Regions from separate parts of the Mus musculus genome. Here regions 2 and 3 are each linked to region 1. A link is a contact called in public Hi-C data. All regions are on one chromosome and are shown on one strand. Each heading gives the region's core, a stretch centred on a gene start, on an enhancer-like site or on the middle of the called end of the contact. The rest is flanking DNA. Distances are from core to core; before and after follow the strand shown. Region 1 holds the start of 4930474N09Rik (RIKEN cDNA 4930474N09 gene). Region 2 overlaps Efcab11 (EF-hand calcium binding domain 11). Region 3 overlaps Efcab11 (EF-hand calcium binding domain 11).

What was found. A called contact is a pair of places that touch in the nucleus more often than the background predicts.
Region 2: a Hi-C map of cortical neurons shows a contact between it and region 1, with 2.0 times the contacts expected there. The contact joins the enhancer-like site here to the promoter of 4930474N09Rik in region 1. A contact is called at or near these places in 1 of 15 datasets of contacts at CTCF or cohesin (large pre-B cells), 12 of 484 Hi-C or Micro-C datasets (bone marrow-derived macrophages, cortical neurons, embryonic stem cells and 1 more), 3 of 115 datasets of contacts at active chromatin or transcription factors (differentiating embryonic stem cells, embryonic basal ganglia and stem cell-derived neural progenitor cells) and 1 of 9 other capture datasets (embryonic stem cells).
Region 3: a Hi-C map of bone marrow-derived macrophages shows a contact between it and region 1, with 16 read pairs. The contact joins the enhancer-like site here to the promoter of 4930474N09Rik in region 1. A contact is called at or near these places in 1 of 39 promoter capture datasets (liver), 1 of 15 datasets of contacts at CTCF or cohesin (large pre-B cells), 2 of 484 Hi-C or Micro-C datasets (bone marrow-derived macrophages and embryonic stem cells), 1 of 115 datasets of contacts at active chromatin or transcription factors (embryonic stem cells) and 1 of 9 other capture datasets (embryonic stem cells).

What each region holds. Positions count from the first base shown.
Region 1 is chr12:99,159,741-99,164,802 of GRCm38.p6, reverse strand. 4930474N09Rik (RIKEN cDNA 4930474N09 gene) reads left to right here and starts at 1,995. Exons shown (of 2, transcript NR_038130.1): 1 at 1,995-2,260; 2 at 2,617-3,526.
Region 2 is chr12:99,834,542-99,839,603 of GRCm38.p6, reverse strand. All of the region lies in intron 5 of Efcab11 (EF-hand calcium binding domain 11), which reads left to right. Among named protein-coding and RNA genes, the nearest start is that of Efcab11, 46 kb to the left of the region's middle. Within about 2 kb of position 2,678, at least 59 of the 459 cell types and tissues checked have an H3K27ac peak or open chromatin away from gene starts, as enhancers often do. A contact at or near this core is called in cortical neurons and embryonic basal ganglia, where this site is marked.
Region 3 is chr12:99,787,061-99,792,122 of GRCm38.p6, reverse strand. The region is part of intron 5 of Efcab11 (EF-hand calcium binding domain 11); the gene reads left to right. Among named protein-coding and RNA genes, the nearest start is that of Efcab11, 94 kb to the left of the region's middle. Within about 2 kb of position 2,367, at least 98 of the 459 cell types and tissues checked have an H3K27ac peak or open chromatin away from gene starts, as enhancers often do. A contact at or near this core is called in bone marrow-derived macrophages, where this site is marked.

The sequences.
Region 1 (5,062 bases), core at 746-3,245:
AGGCTCCTTTCTGTGCACAATGACAGGCAATCGGTATCGGATGAGACACCCCTGTCCCCCTCCCAGGAGTTTGGGGGTTGACACAGCAACACCTGCCTTGCACAGCAACACCTTGTAGGCAGGTGCTATAAGAGGAGTTAAAGATGCCAAGTGCTCTTGCTTCACGTTGGCCTTGGGCCTGCTACATAGGTGCTTTCCTGTTTTGGCAATGTTTACGGTCCTATATGTTTCCCTTGCCAGTGGATAGACCTGTACTCAATAAAAGGCTGCCTTCTGTTTCTAACATGAAAAGACATTGGAGATGGGGCTTGAAGCCCTGGAAGGAATCAATACTCTTATAGTATCCTGAGTGCCTCATGTTGTGGGTCTTCAATCCTGAGACTCTGCCCCTCAAACCTCTAAGTGTTACCTAGAAAGTCCATACTTGAAAACCTCATGTGAGGTTTCCCTCCAACCGCATCTTCTCCACTCCAGCTACTAAATGAGAGCACATCAACAAAGCAAGCAACAAACTCTAGCGAGGACATGCACTCAAGGGCACTTGTTCAATGAAGGTGGGAATGTCCTGCCACTAGGGACACCAAGACAGACTTGCCGCAAGAACTAAAGCTAGCTCTATCATATGGCCCAGCTGGACCACTCCTGGGTCTTTACTCAGTGGAGTCCAGCTTAGCACATCCCAGGGATGCTTGCGCATCGATGTTTATTGAAGCACTAACCACAACAGATACGTTGCAGACCCAACCCAGCAGGATAAAGAGTGGTGTATGCGTACGCAGTAGGATGTTTTTCAGTCATAAAGAAGGACGGCGTTGTGTTGTTTTCAGGAAAATGGATACAACTAAAGATAATCAGAGTAAGCAAGGCATGCCAGCCTCAGGCAGATAAATCCAAACCTTGCTAAGGGAAAGAAGCCAGGCAAATGTGGTTACGCGAATCATTTCATCCACATGTGCAGAAGAGATAAAGGCACAGTTTCACAAAGTGCACTGGTATGTGCTCTAGGCAAATAAATGTAGGAAAGGAGGAACGGAGTGTTATGTTGGGATCTTCAGTGTCCCCTAAGGGTTTATAGGCTAGAGACTTGGTTCCCTTTGAAGGGTGTATTATGGGAGTTAGATCCTTGAGTCTGGAGAACTGGAGAGCTCTCCTTTCTCTCTCGCTTCCCGGGTCACAGTGATGTTACTACACCTCCTCTTCCACACGTTCCCCCAGAAGGCTACGCTGTCCTGAGCGTGGGAACAGCTGCTTAGGATTCAGGTCCTTCCTAAAAGACTGACAAAGAATTGAACTCCCAGGAACAAAAGAAGTGAAGGCTCAGAAAGAGTGAAAGCTGGTGTTTATTGAAGCAGAGAGAAAAGGCGAAGAATAGCCTGGAGGGTAGGGTCCCCGAGAAGCTGGCAGGCCGCCAAGTGGTCTCTGAACGCCATGGCCCCTTGGGACACTCCTTTCATTGGTCCTCGCTCCCCGCTTACCATTTCACCAGGTAGGATAGAAATAACCCCAAACACATGGCCTTGTTTGATGGAGGGCTTTGATGGAGGGCTTTGACAGATAGGTGGCCTTGGTTACTAGACACAATCCAGCTGTGATGTGGGAGTGGCCTCTCTCTTCCTCTGACCCTTTCTCTGGCTTCCTACTCCTTAACGACACAGATCCGAAGCAGCAAGGCCGAGGGAGCACAGACCGAAGCTGCCGAAACTGTGAGCCAGAATCAACCTTTCTTCCTTAGGATTTTCAAGATCTCGGGTACCATATTCCACAACTGACAGCTGACTGACGCTGGCAGGAACTGTTTAATGGGACAGATTTTTCTTCTGGGGAGGAAAATGAATGGCAGGGGACACATTAAGGGAGAAGAACTCATTCCATTGTTTGAAGTAGGGTGTATATGCAACTCCATGCAGGGTCCTGGGATTCTAGCTGCATTGTTAGAATGGAGAGTGCATAGCCTGAGCCAAGTAGACTCCTGGGTTGCTAAGAAACCTCGAATCTTGCCTGCCTCAAGGAAAGAAGACCAGAGAAACACCCCGGAGGAGGCTCGGTCTGGAATGTAACTATGGGAGGCACATGCTTTCTAGAATGTTCAGATCATAATGAAGCAGATTGTGATAGGCCAGGAAGCTGTGATCTGGACACAGCTCTCCACAGACACAATGAAGAGCCTTGGCAGATCGTGAAACGTGTCAGGCTTCCCTGCCTTCCTTTAGCTTGGGGTTCCATCTAGTTCAGACAGTCCACGGGGCACCAGGGTTAAAATGTAAGTCACTGCAGCTGACATCTGGGAGGAAGTAGAACACCTCTGTGGAGGGGATGATAATGGGAGAATCTGGAGAAGAGACAAGAGCGTCTCCAGATCACGTGACACTTCGGGAAGCGAGAGGGCGTGGCTCGGGACGGAAGTGAGCCTGAGAATTTGGGCAGCTCTATCTCCAGTTTTTCCTTTTACCTAAAAGCGGCCACTCAGATTGTGAAGCAGAACTTGGCAGGGGTGGGGGTAGCAGCTTCCTCCTGGTTTCCCTGGGGCTGGTGGTGTTACCATGGTGATGGAAGGGCAGTTTGTTGTATGCCTTTGCGCTGTGACTACTCCCCCCTTTGTTCTTCTCCCAACTATAGGTGTTTCTTCCAGAGCTACAAGAAAGAGCCAAGTAGGGGATTTCTGTGCTCACCTCGGGAACGGATCTCCTTCTCCTCTGTTAACCTTTCTATCCTGTGAGGGAGTCAGTCCCTGGATTATAAATTCTGGATTATAAATTCTGAGGCGCTTGGTTCCTGTTTCTTGAGGGGAGGCAGAGACACCAAAACCTTTGAAATAAGACATACTGAATGAGAACAGAACAAAGTTGGGTCTGTCCCTTTATTCTGTTTCTGGCAGTCGTGGTGGAGAGATGCTTTCTGGGAAGAACTCAGTAGTTGCCTCTGCTGAAGTCAATTTCTAAAGGTTAGGGATGTGAGCCTTTTTAACTCACCCTGTATTAACTCATTCCGGCCATATCATTCATGTGAGCTCCTTGAAGCCCTTATGGAACCTATTTATTCTCTCAGACATTATTGGATTCCAAAGGGTAGAGGCAACCCTGAAGACGTGTGGCTGCGTTCTGCCCTCATCCATCAGCCGTGGACTCCAATGGGGATGTCATGTTCTCCATAGAGGCATCTCTGCTGGGCCTCTTTCCTTGGCTCTGCGCAAGAATCTATGACCCTGGAAAAGTCATGCAATCTCTCAGTGTAGGCTTCCTAGACTAACAGACAGAAGCAGAGGCTCACGGGGCAATAGGTTCTGAAGGCTGGGACTGTACCCCAGTCACTGTTGCTCCTCCAGGGCCCGAGATGGTCCTTTGCATGTCATCGTGAGTCAGGAAATGGCTGTCAAATGGGAGAGAGAAAAAAGAGGCAACAGAGCACCAAGCCCAATGACCTAAGTTTGACACCCAGAAAACTGTGGAATCAGAGTCTCAAGTCTTGTTATTTGTCCTCTGATCTCTATGTGTGCCATGGTACATGAAAACACACTAAATATATGTTTAAAAACAGGTTTTTTGTTTGTTTGTTTTATATATATATATAAGAAAGCTTTGATGGTGATCCTTCCATACCAGCTGGAATTGTTGACAAGTAACAGGCACCATCTCAACTGAGCAAATGGGGACTCCACAACGCCCATCACTGGGAAGTCTTTGGGCAGAGCTGTTTTCTGAGTGACTGGATCCCAAGGGCTCTGTGAAGCCACCAGAGAGCTGAGAGCTTTGGAGGTTGTTAGGGGCTGAGGATTCATTGGGGATGGGTAGCTCTATTTCAAAGAGACCACCTCGGGGTGGGGGTAGGGCTGGAGTTAGGAGGTGAAGCTCTGTGCACAAAAGCCTGGGGTCTGATACCCAGCATCAACCAGGCATGGTGATGCACACCTCTAATCAAACGGGCAAGCAGGAGGATCAGAAGTTAACAGCCTTGGGTACATGAGACCCTGTCTCATAAACAAACAAACAAATACATCGGAGTTTCTAATCATGTCTTGGTCACCAGGTTATTTGGCCTTGCTTTATTTTTGTTCTTGTCTGCTTTTTCTTCAAGGTGGATTCTGAGGGCTTGAACTCAAGTTCCCAAGCTTGCAGGCGAGCACCATAACACCAAGACAATCTCACCAGCCCTAGATTATTGATTTCTCCTGATGATAGGTCTAGATTCTAAGTCTGGTTGGGTACCTCTGACAAATACAGCCTGTGTCCCATAGTCATGCTCTAGCTGCAAGGGATGCTGGGAAGGGCGTCCATGCCAACACTTAGAGTGAGAAGCAGCAGTACCCATTGTTCAAAAAGGTAACAAGTTTCCCAAACCCTGAGAGAGGGGATGTGGCTATCCCATGGAGTCTAAATGAGCATTCCCGAAGCCAGGCCTGAGTACCAGCAGAGTTCCAGGGAGTTTATTTGCAACCTGAGATGCTGAGTCAGGAACTCAGTGAGTCCTTTGCCTGCTCCCCGAGGCCAGCGCGTATCTGGCTCTGTTTTCTGGCATGTGTCCTTCCCTGAGATTAATGCCCGCTCTTAGTTTCTGAAGCCTGTGTTCTTGCTCGGCTCCTCTGGGAGGCAAGTCTGCAGACTCTCCTGGGTCTGATTCAGGAGCATATGGTGCTGTGTCATTATTGTAACATAAATAAAAATATTTCATGTGAGACATAGGGAATAGAGGCCCCAGAGGCCCCGAGCTCTCTCCGCAGCCACAAACTGAGAGGCAAGGATGTGGTGACATAGACGGCCTTGGTGGACAGAAGACCTGGAGCTGTTGGTTCTCCGAGTGTCCTTGGAACTTTGGCACTGCAGTTGCAGTACTTGGTAGGGCCAGAAGTCCACACTCATCTTTGGCTACACAGCAAGTTCGAGGCCAGCTTGGGCTAAATGAGACTGTCTCTCAGCACAGACACCCTGAGTTCCTGGAGCAGTGGCCAGCACACAGTGGGCATGGCCAGCACACAGTGGGTGTGCCATAAAGGCTACATCCTCATCTTAGTCATTCTGGATGCCTTTCCAGTCCCCTGCCGTGGACTCACCTGATTGTCCCTTATATT
Region 2 (5,062 bases), core at 1,429-3,928, 670 kb before region 1:
CTGCTGTTATTCATTCTTCAGGGTATGTTTGTCATGACCACAAGTGACTAGATGTACTTTCCATGGCAGCAAGTTCCCACAAATCTCTTAATTTACTTGTTTGGGGAGGGCAGTTTCATAGGTTTATTTGCAGTCATATCTTCACCCTCAGGGCTCTCCCAAACCCTCCGTGTTTAGAGCACATTGCCAGGCATGTGCCCTTAACTAGGAAGGCAAGGTCAATAATAACATGTGAAATCAAGAATCTTTTACACATTCAAAAAATATTTAAATGTAAATTATATCCTCAGTCATTTTACTTCCACCCAAACTGATGTCTGCTATGGACACCAACGACTTGAATGGTATGCAGTCCATTGAATTTGCCCTTTTTCAAGTTTCTAGTTTTTATTGCAGTTCTCAGTCTTTGCTTTAGAGTCTGTGTTTATAGTAGAATAAATCAAATTAGCTCCAGTAGGTAGACTTAAGCTAACCAGAATCTGCCTCCTTATCTGAAGGAACCAGTGTGAGTGAACATTAATTTGGCGGACAAAAGAGGCATTTTTAATTTTATTTGATGAATGAAATAAATTACTTTATTATAAATTAAATGTGAAATAAACATTTATGATCTGTTCTCAAGGAATAAAACAAATTGAGTGCCTAGCATATGTGTAGTAGATCTCTTTGTCCAGTTGGTGGTGCTAAGAACTCTGATTTAATACATTTGTATGCGCGCGCGCGCGCGCGCGCGCGCGCACACACACACACACACACACACACCACACACACACACACACACACACACGCCTGACTGAATGGAGAAGTTAAACCTGAAGCCTTTCTTAATAAATGTTATTTTTACTGGGTTTTGAATTTTTAGCATAAAGTGTGTGCCCAAATCATGTACTTTCTAGGGTTAAGAAATGGATCAAATCTCTCAGATGGCAAGCAGAATGCATTTATAGTAAATTCCCGTATCGAGATGATTGGCCCACGTTAATGCCCATCTATTGGAAATTGCAGGGTTGTGTGACATCTAACTCCATCCTGCAATAGCCTTTTGAGCCAGCTCATCTGGAGGAGACGGGTGCGGCTGGTAATGGATGCTGGAGAAGTGGAGTGGTGGTCCTGGTCATGTTTATGTGCCAGAGTTAGATTTACAGATGCTGATGGCCTATGGCTATTAGGAGTTTGCTTTTCTATGGATGTATTGCTGCGACAGCCGGCACATTGCTTTGCTGGGGTGAGGTTTGTTTCTTTAACCCCCGAAGCCCTTGCTTACAGCTCTGATGAGGCCGCATAGAGCGCTAGCACGTCGCACAGGCAGATCCTGCACAGTTCATAACCGCCTGCCAGCTCCTCAGCTTCTTTACAGCCTGCCTTCCCCAGTGGCGGCACAAACATTCCCTGAGGTCAGGAACATAAGGCCAGGTGCACCTTTGCTTTTGTCCACCTTAATGCTTCCGTGGCTGTGTGCACAGACTTAGTTCCTTTGGTACCGGTAGCAAAAACCCTGAAGACTTAGCAAGGGACAGGAGACCTTCCTCATTTCTAGGGACCCCTTATGCTCTACACCCCCAAAGTGATTTTTTAAGGTCAAAAAGTTCCATAAAACTGTTAGATTTACCCAAAAGATACTACCGTTGTTTTATCTTGGTTCCAGACATTTTCCTGTCACCCACAGGGATGGCTTCTGTATGTCTATATGAAGCTGTTTAAGGGTGGAAAAGGAAGTGCCCATTTGCTACAAGGGACAAAAAGGTGGTACCAAGAGTTTGTTTAGGTACTGAGTTATTCTACAAAATTTTATCAGGCCGTGCTGGGTCTTGGGCTTACAAAGATGTACTCTAGGAGAGCCTGAACACATCAGAGTCTGTGGGTTTAAAGAAGCCGGATGCTGGGTGAGGATGTAGCTCGGTGGTAGATTGCTTGCTGGCATGTGTCAGGCCTTGAGGTCAACCTCAGTGACCACTCCCCAGAAAAAAATCTTACAGAAGCTGCAAGATCCTCCCACCATGTCGAAATTAATAAATGGTCCTGTTGCCTAGATTTAAATGTATTATAAATTTATAAACGTAGGTTATAGGAGTATCTGTCATTTAGTTGAACTGAGAGTTTTAGTACATTTTCTGTGTTTTGGCTCAGAAGGTTTCTGTCCAATGATAACCGTGAAACACCTGATGGTGAAGCGTTTGCTAATAGAGAAGTTAAAAACACCAGAGCCAAGTGTACCCTCTTTAAGAACTAGCACAGCTAACGGCTTTGCCATGATCAGGTCTTTGAGATTTGGCCTTTACAGTGCCTTGGACTTGAATAATGGAGATGCTCAGGAATCATCTACAACATCCCTTTGCACAGCTCAGAAAATGGAGCCTGAACTAACGCTTGTGTCTACCCAAGGTCACGTAGGTCGGATCCTAACTGGGATCAACTGACTTCCAATTCCACGATACTGTGTTATTTTCCTCCCTGACTTTGACACAGTGAGCCATTTTCCATGTAAATAAAAACAACTGTACCTTGTTCCGCCTCAGTAAACGTCCATACTAAATATGGAATGCATTCCTGCACAATTGCACAATGCAAACCCGGCCTGCTCCTGAGGCAGGTAATTAAGGAGCTGCTGTATCCATGGCAGAGCCCGGCTAGGGAAGGCAGGGCACACCAGGCTCTGAATGTGCAGTTCTCAGCCAGAGCCAAGGAGCGGTGGCATGGCTGTGCCCAGGAAGCAGACAGGCTTTCATTTGCCGGTTGGCTCGCCTGCTTCTTGTTTCTCGCTAGATGAATGGCATTGTATGCCGCAGGTGTATTAGTAATTTCTGAGTTTGTTCCCCACTAAAAATGACCTCATTGTTTTCTGCTGCTTCTCCATAATTATACAGGAACAGGAAAATAAACCCACCCTGAGTACAGTCCGAAGCAGAAATCTTGTGTTCTTTATGCAAGTTTGATTTATAGACGTGAACTGCAGAGCAGAGTGACGAGGAAACATTCATCTTCCCATTGCTCGTTGCCATGGCAACGGAGTACACAGAGTAGTGTCATTCCAGTCCTGGTGATGTCTGCAGTAGTTTATTCCTTTGTTGTGCGCGTTTCTTAAGCAACTGCCTCGCGTTCTCCCATCATTACAATTAATCATGCATGCACGTCCTTATCTTTCATCGCACATAGAAAGTACTAAAAAATGCATGACAGAAATAGGGAGAATTTAAATATGAGTGTGGCTTTAAACATGCATTTATAATTTCCCCCTCTCAGTCCCTTTGGAAAAATAGGTCATGTAAAAAAGAAAAACTTGTATTAATGTATAGACGTTCCAATGAGGAGAGCAAGGCAAGCCTTTGAGGAGAAGCCAGGAAAGCTTACGGAACGTTACATCCTGAGACCCCCAGAGTGTCCACCTGAGTCACTTCACATTTTGAGTAAAACTTTTCCCTGTCCCCCCATAAAAGCTTCTGGAGAATCTTTTATTTTTATTTATTTATTTATTTATTTATTTATTTATTTATTTATTTATTTATTTATTTATTGGTTTTTCGAGACAGGGTTTCTCTGTGTAGCCCTGGCTGTCCTGGAACTCACTTTGTAGACCAGGCTGGCCTCAAACTCAGAAATCCACCTGCCTCTGCCTCCCAAGTGCTAGGATTAAAGGCGTGCGCCACCACTGCTCTGGCTGCTGGAGAATTTTTCATAAGCGACTTCTGTTTCTCTACTCTCTTGAATTATCTGAACATCCTTAGTGACTGGTAGGTAGACATGGCAGATCTGAAAGACTAGGAGTCCTTTGGTTTTTTTAAAGGCTCATAAAGTTCAAGAATCTACCATAACACAAGTAAAGGAATTCTAGTTATTCTTTCTTCTTTCTTAAATCTTTCATCTTCTGCTTGAGTCAGGGACTTAGTTATAGCCCAGGCTAGCCCAGGACTTAGATATAGCCCAGGCTAGCCTGGAGGCCCTGAGATCTTCATGCTTCCACTCATAGGTTGCGCCACCATGCCCAGACTTTCTTATTCTTTTAAGCAAAATAACTTTACTCTAGTCGTATCTCATTTGGTTCTGAGGAGATATTGTGCCTACTAATTGTGTGTTGGTTACTCCCTGCCTTTTGGGGGGCTTTGGGCATTCCTTTGGTTAAAAAAGCATGTTCTAAAATAACTGGGTCTACATCCTTGGTCTTGCTTATTAGGGGAGACCTTTTAAAAGAACCTCAGCTTGTCTTAGTTTCCCCCATCAGTGCAGTGAGTAACTCTAAGATGTGGATGCCAACAAGTGCTTGCCGACAGAAGCCTGTTAGAGCTGCCTCCTGAGAGGCTCTACCAGTGCCTGACGAATACAGAGGTGGATCCTCACAGCCTACTATTAGACTGAGCCTAAGGAAGGAGCTAGAGAAAAGACCAAGGAACTAAAGGGGTTTGCAGCCCCATAAGAGGAACAACAATATGAGCTAACCAGTATCCCCAGAGCTCCCTGGGACTAAACCACCAACCAAAGAAAACACATGGAGTGACCCATGGTTCCAGTTGCATATGTAGCAGAGGATGGCCTAGTCGGTCATCAGTGGGAGGAGAGGCCCTTGGTCCTGTGAAGGCTCGATGCCCCAGTGTAGGGAAATGCCAGGACCAAGAAACGGGAGTGGGTGGGTTGGTGAGCAGGGGGAGAGGGGAAGAGGATATGGGATTTTCGGAGGGGAAACCAGGAAAGGGGATAACATTCGAAATGTAAAAAAGAAAATATCTAATAAAAAAAGAAATGTAAATAAATAAAATATCCAATTAAAGAAAAAAAAGACTAATGTATTGTTGGGGAGTGGGGGAGAATTCACATAAAGGACTTATGGGATAGGGACTCAGTTGGCAGGGACTGTGGTCTTGGTGGTGTAACTGCTATTGCTATGACTGACTACCAAGAGCCAAAGCCTGAGAACTCAGGTGCAGTCAGTCTCCTTCAGCCCCAGCCCCAAAGATACTGAACTGTTCCCAGCTCTGCCTTCACAAGCTAAGGCCAACGCTTTGCTCCCCCTGGGCTATCTGGACGTGTTTCCTCTCCATATCTACTAAATCCCGAAGCGAAGCTGCGGCAT
Region 3 (5,062 bases), core at 1,118-3,617, 630 kb before region 1:
CCCACACTCCACATGCATTGCCACAGTGCTGGGCTAGCCCAGGCCTACAGCTGGCATATCCTAAGCAACCATGGCCCGAGACTTCCTGAGACCTCCCTTTAAGTCAGCTTTCACGGACATTTCATTAGAGCAGTGGAAGACTGACACACAGTTTTATCTGCCATCTAATCCACAGAGCTCCTCAAGCTCCTGAACAATGTGAGCTTCCTGTGGCCCCTGAGAATAGTTACAGATTGCTGACCGATTAGTTAAAAGGCCCACGGGAGCTCTCCACCGGCATCACTTATTTAGGGTTTTCACTGCTGTGAAGAGACACCATGACCACAGCAACTCCTATAAAGAAAAACATTTAATTGGGACTGGCTTACAGTTTCAGAGGTTTAGTCCATAATCATCATGGTAGAACGCATGGCGCATGCAGGCAGACATGGTGCTGGAGAAGGAGAGTTTTACCCCTGGATCCTTAGGCAGCAGGAAGAGATTGCCACGCTGGCTATGGCTTGAGCATCTGAGACCTCAAAGCCCATCCCTACTGACACAGCTCCTCCAACAAATCCACACCTGCTCCAACAAGGCCTCGCCTCCTAACAGTGTCACTCTCTATGGGCCTGTGAGGATCATTTCTATTTAAGCAGCACAGGGGTGATTGCTTGCTGCTCCGCAAGGCTGGCCTTGCAAGTAAAGGCACTAGGTTCTCCGTGAATTGTCCTACCATGATGTTGTCATACAACATACTAGATAAGATGTTCTCTGAGTTTTACCTACTCTTTGCAGCACCTGGTCATGGCCGTTACCACCGCCCCCATGTGTGTTGAAGAGGCAGGGACTCAGAGAGCGCTGGAGTGACTCTTCATGGTCTCTTAGACAGCGCACAGACTTAGATGCTAAAACTCATGCTTTTAACCATGCCAGGCCCAGGCCATTTAACCCTAGGAGTATAATGCAAGCCTCATGGAAGTCACAGTAGTGACGAGAAGTTAGAGAGTAAAACGGCAGGAGGGGACCACTCTGGCAGCCACTTGGATCTTCCTGGCTACCCTTTTTAAAGACTATATTCCATTGCTTCCCTCCAAGCAAAGTGGAATCTCTGGTGTCTGGTGGGTCATATTCCTCGCCAAGCTGAATTGAACACTCCGAAGCGTGGCAGTGAGGGAAGGGACCGTGGAGATATTTTAATGTCACTGGTCATATTTACATCTCCTTAGCATATGACTTAATGAGACCTAATGTGCACATGTTTGTTTCTGTAAAGAAGCAGCCAGGCTCTATCCGGGTTTCAGTCTCGGAGAGGCTAGTGAAAGGTCTGAATCCCGTTTTCCTCCTGGTTTCTAATTGGTCCCTGTGAGGGAAGCCAATTACTTAAATGAAATGGGCTTCAAAGGCTGGGGACGAAGAGTAGTTAGCCCTGGCTTGCAGGTTCGCCTTTCCTTGGCTACAGAAAAAAATAAGCAAATGTCAACTTTCATGTGAACACTTGGAACAAGGAGGTGCCGTGGAGGGTGACAGGACCCAGCCTCCCCGGATGCCCCAGGCTGGCAGCTCACTCAGTGCTGGGGTGAGCTGGGGGAGCTCCCAGCTCCAGCTTGTTCAGGAGTGTGGCTTTAACTGTGTGGCCTGGTTTATCTTGAGGTACGCTTATAAATGCTATAGCACGCTTACTACAGGCTGGTTCAAATTTTTCCCACTTGGTAGAAACAAAGGAAGTAGAACCTCTAGCGAAGAATGGGTTGCTTTCTGGATGTTTGGGAGGTTGACTCTAAGTGGTAGCTTAAGTTCCTTCCCAGGCTAGTCCACGGGACAACTTTTAAGCCTTTGTGTGACTAACTTTAAACCTGTGGATTCTAACAGTGTTAAAGAAAGAATGGGGGGGGTGGAACAGGACACTTTTCTCTGCTTTTCTGAACCAGGATCAGCCTTAGGGGGTGGGGTGTCCTCCTCCCTCAGAGGTCCCTAGAATTACAGAGCATCATTGAAGATACCTGCCACTTCTTCCCTTTCTCCAACCTGTCCAGGCTCTCGTTCCTCAGTGGAGCTAGTCTCAATGTTAGTATTTTGATTTAACTGTTTCATACAAACACATAAATAAACAGTTCCTCAGGTTCTACCAGAGACATGTGCATTATTTAAATAAAATGCTTAATCATGTGCTTATTGAGTCATGCAAGCACAGAGAGAATCAAAGAATAATGTGAACGAGGCACAGATCACAAGTTTGGAGCCAGCTCGGGCCAGATAGTGAGATCCCATCTCAAAACAAACCAGGCCATGCAGGGGAAGTTCTTTAGAAGCCACAGTCACAGAGCTGTTGGCCGAAAACACTGACAGGGAGCCTGCTGCCTTGAGAGTCCCCAGCCAGCTCTGCCAGTCACCACTTCCTCCTTTGTGTTGTTTATGGCCCTTTAGGTCTCAGAAAATGCCCCATGGCAGCATCATTGTGCTGGCAGCAGTCTGGACTCCCGGTAGTGGGGAGGCCTCTAGAGGACTGGGTATTGCCCTGAGTTCTACATAAGTCACAGAGCATCAAAGGTAAGGGAGACATTGTCTGTCAAAGACACAGGTGCTGGCCTGAAGGAGAAGGCTGAGGCAAGGAACCAAATAGAGGAAAATTCTAGGGATTGTTGAGCAATTCAACCCCACAAATTGGTGATGAAAGCAAGTAGATCAGATTCCCCACTTCACACTTAAGTTCACAGCCCAGGGGGAAAATTGACCTGGGGTGAGAATCATTATGGGTGGTCTCTACCTGCCAGCCTCCAGAGCCAATTGTGAGTGAGCAAACCAGGGAACCTGAGGTCAGTGTGCCTTCTCTAGGGTGCCGTGGTGTAGCAGAGACCTGGATAAGGCTTGGAGAAATAGTGGGAACAATGAACTGAGCCTGGGGCAGGCTTCTCAAGAGACTTGAGTTGTGTGTGAGACTCTGGGGGGAAGCACCCTCCTGTGCCTTCAGGGAATTGCTAGGAAGACTTGGAAGAGGAGATACTGTCTACAGGAGGGAGACCCTGAGAAGACAGACACAGCTGTCCTGTAGGCCTCCTAGACCACCACAAGGGTTTTATCCCCAGCGTGTGGGACTTGATCTTAAGAATCTTAAACCAGAGAGACGGTTTATACTGTGTGGCCCTGACCATTGGATTAGCTGGGGTTGAGAGCTACAGGATCTTCGTGCGGGTGGTTGAGATCTGAGGGAGACCAGAAGGGGCCATTATCCCACCATGCCATTTGGGGTATGTTCTATTTTAGATATATTTCTGATTATCACTTACACCACGAATGAACTTCTATGATTGAAAACTCCATCTCTTTTGAAACTCAAGTCTACTAACAGCCTGGCAGAATTGTAGCCTGGATAACATTTTGAAGAACCTTCCTTTTCAAATTAGGTGCCCCTTCCCTTTCTCCATGCCTCTGTCCCCATCAGACTACTGGATGGTTCACCCGTCATTCTCTAACAACACCTGCTTTCAAAAGTGGCTCTGTCCAATGTGACCTATATGAACTTGATGCAATTTTGAGCCAGCTTGTCACCTTCCTGAGTATAACATGTGGTCAGTTTAACTTTATTCACCTTAAGTGAGAAAAGGCGTCTGTTGGCTCTGTCTGCTGAATCGTCCAGACTAGCTTTGGCTGTAATTCCACCGGGCTTCCTTCTTTCAGCCTTAGCCTCACTGTGATCTTGGACCAACTCCCCCCGAGGCTGTCACGGTGCCTGCAGCAGCTCTAGGCCTCCACTCACAATCTCATCAACCCGGGTTAAGAGTGTTGTTCTGCTCAAGGGCCAGAATTTCTGGGTTCTCTCTAGTGTGAGACACCTCTAAGTCGATGGTTAGGGCAAGGGTGCCTAATAATTTGAACAGTAGTCCCAGGTAGGGCATGTGGCATCTCTGCTTAGTGGCAGAGTGCAGCCCTGGAGCTTTTGGGTGCCATCTACCTCCAGAATCACAGAAATCCTGGAGGCAAGAATAGGCCAAGGCCCCCTGGGTTCTAAGGATGCCCCTAACACTGCCAGCAGCAGCAGACTTGAGAGTTTCAGTCATGTGACTCCTTGTAAAATGTTAAAGAAAATGGGTATCAGGTGGTACAGGCCTGTGTTCCAGCCTACTTTCGAGGCTATGGTAGTACGGTTAGAAGTTCAAGTTCAGCCTGGACAATTTAGTGACATGCTGTCTCAAAGTAAAGAAAGGTGGGCAGATTGCTCGGTGGTGGAATAGTGGCCTAGCATGAGTAAGACACTACATTTCAATACCCTGTGCCAGGCAGGGAGGAAATAGACAGGAAAGGAGTTGCTTTAGAGAGAATAGTGGGGTCATTCAGGAGGCTCCACAATGTCCCCACAATCAGTCCCATCCTTGGCATTCTTAGTTGCCTTTCCACTGACAGTTTCCTGGGTCATGACGATGGCTTTTGAAGCTGGAAGTCGAGAACACTCAAAATTAGCTAAGTGGGGTGAGGCAGGGTGCAGTGACAGAAATTTTCTACACAGTATTTGGAACAAGTTACCAACAAACAAACTGTTCGCCACTGTATGTATTGAGTAACCTTTGAAACTAGACTTCAGCAGTAGAATGAAATCATGCAGTATGGGAATTAGTTAAGGAGAAGTTTGATGGTCTTGTTTTTCATGTCTTACCTAGGACTAAAGATGTGTGAAATTCATGAAAAGGGATTCTTTGAAATTTGTGAAATGGTAATAGTGTTTACTTGTCTAACACACGGCTCTGTAGGCATCTTCAGAAATATTTCAAAAGCAGGCATAGTATTTAACATTTAGAAATTTATACCCTAGGTCCTTTTTCTGCACCCAGCCATATTCATTGAGACTCACAGAAACAATAGCAGAAATGGGCGCATGTGCATCCTTGCCCACAAACACCTGTCATGTGCAGGGGGATTTCGGGTGGCTGGGACAGAAGAACTCCCATTCCTCAGAGAGAGGAAAATGGTCTGAATGGAAGGAAAGACAGAGAAATGGAAAGCAGCCACAGGCTGTTCACCACCTCTTCCAGCAGGTGAGGCTACTGGGAGGAGCGTGGAGCCCTAGTGCCTGCCGAAGTTTTATTTCACA